Regions from separate parts of the Astyanax mexicanus genome. Here region 1 is linked to region 2. Evidence: chromatin contacts called from public Hi-C data. All regions are on one chromosome and are shown on one strand. The core of a region is the stretch at or near the end of the contact, and the rest is flanking DNA. Distances in the headings are between cores, read along the strand shown. Region 1 overlaps gna11b (guanine nucleotide binding protein (G protein), alpha 11b (Gq class)). Region 2 holds the start of gna11b (guanine nucleotide binding protein (G protein), alpha 11b (Gq class)).

The links. A called contact is a pair of places that touch in the nucleus more often than the background predicts.
Region 1: a contact with region 2 is called in a Hi-C map of muscle, with 9 times the contacts expected there. The contact joins the enhancer-like site here to the promoter of gna11b in region 2. A contact is called at or near these places in 2 of 3 Hi-C or Micro-C datasets (both in muscle).

What each region holds. Positions count from the first base shown.
Region 1 is chr4:46,731,926-46,735,284 of AstMex3_surface, forward strand. gna11b (guanine nucleotide binding protein (G protein), alpha 11b (Gq class)) reads left to right here. Exons shown (of 8, transcript XM_022678952.2): 5 at 277-405. Among protein-coding and RNA genes, the nearest start is that of chico, 12 kb to the right of the region's middle. Within about 2 kb of position 2,081, the one cell type or tissue checked has an H3K27ac peak away from gene starts, as active enhancers do.
Region 2 is chr4:46,682,312-46,685,350 of AstMex3_surface, forward strand. It overlaps gna11b (guanine nucleotide binding protein (G protein), alpha 11b (Gq class)), which reads left to right and starts at 1,419. Exons shown (of 8, transcript XM_022678952.2): 1 at 1,419-2,242. The coding sequence starts at 2,107.

The DNA of each region.
Region 1 (3,359 bases), core at 831-3,330, 50 kb after region 2:
GCATTTATAAGATCACCCTGGCCAGACCCAGAAAGCTTCCTGTGGGATGCATCTCCAACTCCAACTGAGGAATACTGTGGTGGTGTGATGGATGCTTAACGCACCTCCCTGCACCTCTCAGTTGGATTAGCCCAAAACACAAGTCTTTAGAATTGGACTGAACCACTGTCTTGTGAGGAAGGAGGGAAATTGTTCTTTAAGATCAGTCTTCATTATGTTGTTGTCTCTCTCTCTCTCTCTCTCTCTCTCTCTCTCTCTCTCTCTCTTTCTCTCTAGCTATCTATCCGATCTGGATCGTATTGCTGAGTCGAACTATCTACCCACCCAGCAGGATGTGCTTAGGGTTCGAATCCCAACCACAGGGATCATTGAGTACCCTTTCGACTTGCAGAGCATCATTTTCAGGTAGAAGAGCCTCTATAATTCAGTTGCTCTGGTCTCGGATTTGGTGTAGAAATGAGCCTAGTCCCTTTAAACGTACTTTAAAAGCGAGTCTTCAATTTTCAGCCACCAGTTTCATGCAGGAGTCGAGTTTTGGGACCTAAAAAGATCAAACTGAACCCCAGCATCAATCATAGCAGACTTCGCTTTACTGCAGATCCATCAATTTTCCTTTATCTTGAGTTCTGAAAACCCACAAACCTGTTTTCAGCAGCAAGAGGAACGAGCCTCTCTGGGTGGGACTGTTTTAGGTTTCTTTATTTGGACAGAGGCTAGACAGATGGATATGACTTTGTTTTTGGTTTGTGTCTGAAGGTCAATAAGAGAAGATTAGCTGATACTGTTTCCTAATTAAACTGGTATTTTTCGCTCATATTGATCCAACAAAGAAAACAATAACTCCCACAGTCATTTCTTTTACAGTTTGTATCTTGAGCCTTTCTGTCAAGAACAGCGATTTTCGCATCTGTCTTATACTTTCACATACAGTATCTCTCTCTCTCTCTTTTTCTTTCTCTCTCTTTTCTACAGTTTCTCCCACAGGCCTGTAATAGTCTCATTCATACAGTCTCTCCAATACAATCTGTCACATCGTCTCATAATAGTCTCTTTAATACAGTGTCTTTCATAGAGACTTTCTCATATTCTCATAATTGTCTTTTTCTAACCGTCTCTCTCTCTCATACACTCTCTTTTACGTCTTTCTCCTTTGCCATCTCTCACTCTGACACAGTATCTCTTTTTTTTCCTCTAAATCTGTCACTTTTAAATTTTTAACCTGAATCAACATATAGTCTACGATGGTTCACCACCTTAGTTTTTGTCCAGCATAGGGTATATTTTTGTTAGAATTTGGTCTACAATCATGATCAACCTTACCAATCTGGACAACCAGTATCTGTATCAGACCAGCATGATAAGAATCAAATGTAACACACAATTTGCTGGTCAAGATCTTGTTAACCAGCATTTAACCATGTTGACCGTCTAAGACCTGCTTAGGCCATAAGAAACTATTCTTGAAATGAACATTTCAACAGGGCAATCTATAACTATCTCTTTCTTATGACTACTCTCTTAATGTATTCTTAATATATTCTTTCGTTCAAATACTGTCATATACATCTTTTTTTCTTCTAATATTCTATTCTTTCTATCAAAATAAACTCTACACTCATACATTCTTTCTCTCTCAATTATCTGTATCCCAAAACATCTCCATTATATATGTCCCATAAAACAATGTCTCACTGTCTCTTACTCATAATTATTTTTGTCATAATAAACTCACTCTTGTCTTTCTTCTCTGTCAGTAATTTCTGCTAATCTCTCTCCTTCATTGTCCTTATTCTTCTTTTCCTTCTCATGCCTTTTTCTCTGTCAGTACTTTCTTTTTCTTGTTCTCCTTTCCTTCACATCTTTTCTCTGTTCCTCTTTTTCTTCCTGTCATTCTTCTTTCTCTCTCTCCCTCTCTCCCACTGCTCTCCGTGTCCGTTCTGAAGTTTTGCCTGAGCGACCGTGGCGGCGCGTCCTACATTATAGAGCCCGTGCATGTTTGGAAGTAGGTCAGCAAGCCCCCGGCTGAAGGAAATGAGGACGACGATGTGAAGGAGCTTTATTTTAGGCAGGCTCTCCTAGAGGGCCTCATTTATCAAAGGCCCCTCTGTGGGCTGCTGGCTCAGGACTGAAGCGGCGGCGGGGGCGCTGTCCGCCCCAAAATCCATCCCTGTGCTCAGCCACCTCGCCCGCACCCGTCCTCTAACGCCATCTAGCTCTGTTCCCAGCACTTGTCCGGCACGTTCAGGTGACCGGTGTTTAACCCTTAAAGGTTGCATACACTTCTGTTGCCAGTGACGAAATCATGACGTTTTCTTAATCATTATTTCAAACTAGAAGTTCAGTGAATCAACCGGATAATGCATTTTTTAGAGTGCAGATTGTAAACTTTAAGGCAGTGCTGGACAATGTTATAGCATTACATTATATTTAAAATAATATAATAATAAATGTATGTATTACAATAATAAAAAATGCTATGTCCTCTGAGGGCTAAGCTCAATGTAAGCCTGATACAAAAGGCACATTCCTGGCAACTACAAACTTTAAAACCCATCCTATTACGGATATACACTAAATGCACAAATGTTTGTGGACACCCCTTCTAATGAATTCATTCAGTTACTGTACATTGCACCTTTTGTCACTGAATGTAATCAAATCTTAAAGCAGTGCTCCTTCAAAGTCATATCAAGTCTTCTCTAAACAGTAGAGACAGTTTATCAAACAAAAACAGGATAAGCTCCATTTTAATACCATTGATTTCAGAAGAAACAATGAATAAGTAGATATCACAATACTTTTGGCCCATATATTATGCTGTTTTGGAGCTTGAAGGACATTGTCTGCTGTTATCTATTGGCAGTTAATTTGCCATTTTGAGAATTCTAAGTGTGGAATCCCTCTCTCACACTCTTGAGCAGATGTAATCTGCTGTGTTTTTGAATGGATTCCTTGACTGGCCGAATGCCTCTCATGTGGCAGACACAGGAAGCCGTGTGGTTACGTGAAAGAGGAAGTTCACGACTAGGTCACTTCAGCAGGGTTCTTTCTTTTCCTCTTTTTTGACCTTAAGTACTGTCCCTTTTCTTGTGTCTTACCATTAGCGTGATGTATGAAGAGGCCGAGACATTTGTATACACTTATAAATCTATACACTGAAATTTCAAAAATTTCATACATCCTTAGAAAATGAAAATCCTGTACATCTGGAACCCACAATCAGGCCTGTGGGCCTGAATTCTAATAATTCAGCTTGAAAGCTTGAATTCTAATAATTCACATAGCCTTGCCATGCGCCCAATGGCCTGTGTTCAACCAGCCTTACGCACAAGATAGCACTTCATAATTTAAACAGGTAT
Region 2 (3,039 bases), core at 169-2,668:
GGAAACCAGCTTGAAGTTGCCCTATCGCACATGTTAACAGGTGCTACCAATCAGGTGCCAACCAGAAAAAAACAGCAGAATAAGCAGTTTGGCATTGGCAAACAAGATTTGGCAAATTTTTCATAGACACAATCAGCTTGATAGCGCGATTCACACATTAATGAGCAGCGTCATCAATTCCGATGACAGCTTAGAGCATCTACCGCTCTGGCAGTGGAAATGTGGGATGATTTGTAACATTTTTATTATTGTAACAAATAAAGATGCAGCACATACAAAATCTGAGTAAATGTATTAAACTCATAGAAAATATGTAGTAAAGTAAAAATGGAAATAGGAACTATTTACTAGTGCTTCTCAAAAAATAGAATATCATTGAAAAGTTACTTTTTTTCAGTATTTCAGTTCAAAATTTAAAACTCATATTATATAGATGTATAACACACAGTGATCTATTTTAAGCATTTATTTCTTTTAGCACTGTCTCAGAAAATTGTAATACTATAATAGACCAAATGTTTTTTTTGTCAGTGTGGACAGTGTGACAAGGCCTGCTGGAAAATGAAATCCACATCTCCATAAAAGTTGTCAGCAGAGGGAAGCATGAAGTGCTGTACACATTTTCTGGAAAACACTGCACTGACTTTGGACTTGAAACAACACAGTGGATCAACACCAGCAGATGACATGACTCTCCAAACCATCACTGATTGTGGAAACTTCACACTAGACCTCAAGCAGCTTGGAATGTGTGTCTCTACACTTTTCCTCCAGACTCTGGTTTTCCTTGATATTCAAATGAAATGCAGAATTTACTGATGTCAGTGATGGTTTGGAGAGCCATGTCATCTACTGGTGTTGATCCACTGTGTTATATCAAGTCCAAAGTCAGTGCAGTGCACTTCATGCTTCATGCATGTCTTATATAATATTCTAATCTTGTGAGAGATTGATTTTTTGGGTTTTCATTGGCTGTTGTTCATAATCATAAACCAACAATAAAAGAAATACATGCTTAAAATAGATCATGCTGTGTCTAATACTTCTATAAAAATAAAATAATTTCATATTTCAAACTGAATTACTGAAATAAAGTTTAAACTTTATATTCTATTTTTACTAGTTAATCTCTGCCTAAAGTACTATATTACTTCATATGAATCAACCCATAGCTGATATCTGACATTTTCATTTTGGGTTTGTCTAGTGGCGTCATTTTAGGCTCAAACTGTTTGCCATACTGCAGCCTGGGCTCACTTTTCTTTCATTTTCTTTTTTTCCCTCTTCCTTTTTGCAGCAGGTCATCTCTTAACCATTAGCAGGGTAGAGAGAGAGAGGGAGAGAGGGAGGGAGAGAGTGAGGGAGTGAGAGAGGGAGAGGGCTGGCTAAACCATAGCGCTCACGGACGGATGTCGCGCCTGTCTGTCCAGCCTGCCCCGCTTTCCTGGGCGCTGCTGCTGCTGCTGCTGGAGCTGGAGAAGCCGTGAGCGAGGCGAGGCGCTGGGGGAGTGTCAGGCGCAGCTACCGCGGGATAGTTTTCTGGTCTTTTTTTTTGCCCTGGATTTTTTTCTTCTTCAATTATTCTCGACAAATCAAGGCCTCATTTTCTTCTTCTTCTCCTCCTCTTCCTCCCCCTCCTTCTCCTCTTCCTCCTCTTTTCCACCGCCTCCGCGACTGTGAGCCGGGTTCGCAGCCAGAAAAGCGGCCGAGGACGCAGAGCTTTCCCGGGGAGAGGGGACTAGAGCTAGCCTGCCTGGGTGCTCCTTCTCCTGCTGCTGCCTGATACTGCTGGAGCGCCTGGATCTCCTCCTCCTTCTCCTTCTCCCACCACCACCACCACCACTTCCAGCCCCCTCCTCCTCCTCCTCCTCCTCCTCTTTTTCTTTCTCCTCCTCCTCCTCATTCTCCCTGTCCTCCTCCTTCTTTCCTTCTCCTCCTCCTCCTCCTCTTCCCCCACCTCCCTTTCCACCTCGCCTCTTGCTTTTTTTCGCCTCCAAACAGGGATTGGGATATTTTTTTTCCTCCTATTTGTTCCCCCACCACCACCATATTTCGAAGATCCGCCGCGGCCAGTCCCGACGAGGCCGGGCTCCTAAAGCGGGGGGGATGACTTTAGAGTCTATGATGGCTTGCTGCCTGAGTGAAGAGGCGAAGGAGTCGAAACGGATCAACGCCGAGATCGACAAGCAGCTGCGCCGAGACAAGCGAGACGCCAGGCGGGAGCTGAAGCTGCTGCTTCTCGGTGGGTCCTCGGTGGTGTTCTGTCGATTTGTGCTTCCTTGTCAGAACGTGCTACCGTGTATTCGTATATGTAGCTATCTCTCTATAGATAACGCTGCCTAGATCTAGAACTAACGTTAGCTAGCTAACTTAACCTAGACGAGAGCGAACCTGTGGTATTTGCTGATAGGGTAAATGCATCATAATATAAAAAAATATATATTAGAAAAAGTGTATAAATATAACCCTGTTAGAGAGGTTTGGATTGGATATGTGTATGGCCTAAATCTGACACTGTAAGTTATGTGGGTTTTATAACTTAACTAAAAAAATGTTACGGTAGGTTAGCTGGATAGATAAGAACAAACCTATGTATGGTATTGCTGATTGGTTAATTACATCATAATATTAAATAATTAACAAAAAAAAGAAAAAATATAATTATAACCTAGCTAGAGAGATATGTGTGTGGCCTAAATCTAAATCTGACACTGTATTTGGGTTTTACAACAAAAAAAAATAAGGTAACTTAAATCAAAGAGGATAGTTAATTTGTTTGCATTAGTTGAATTTGCAGCTATTTAACACTGACATCGAGCTTAAGCTGTGAAATGCACATCTTGTCACATGTGAAAAACACATGGAAAACCTTTAAAATTCTAAAAGCCCGCGCATGCGCGCCTCAGCTAAGTAGCACACACAGATGAGTAGCAGGACTCGACAGGACACCGGCGTTTACCAGCAGCATGTTTCCATTTTAACCAGCCAACAGGTTTGACCTGGGCTTAACTGCTGCTTAGCCGACTAAAGGAAAGCTTG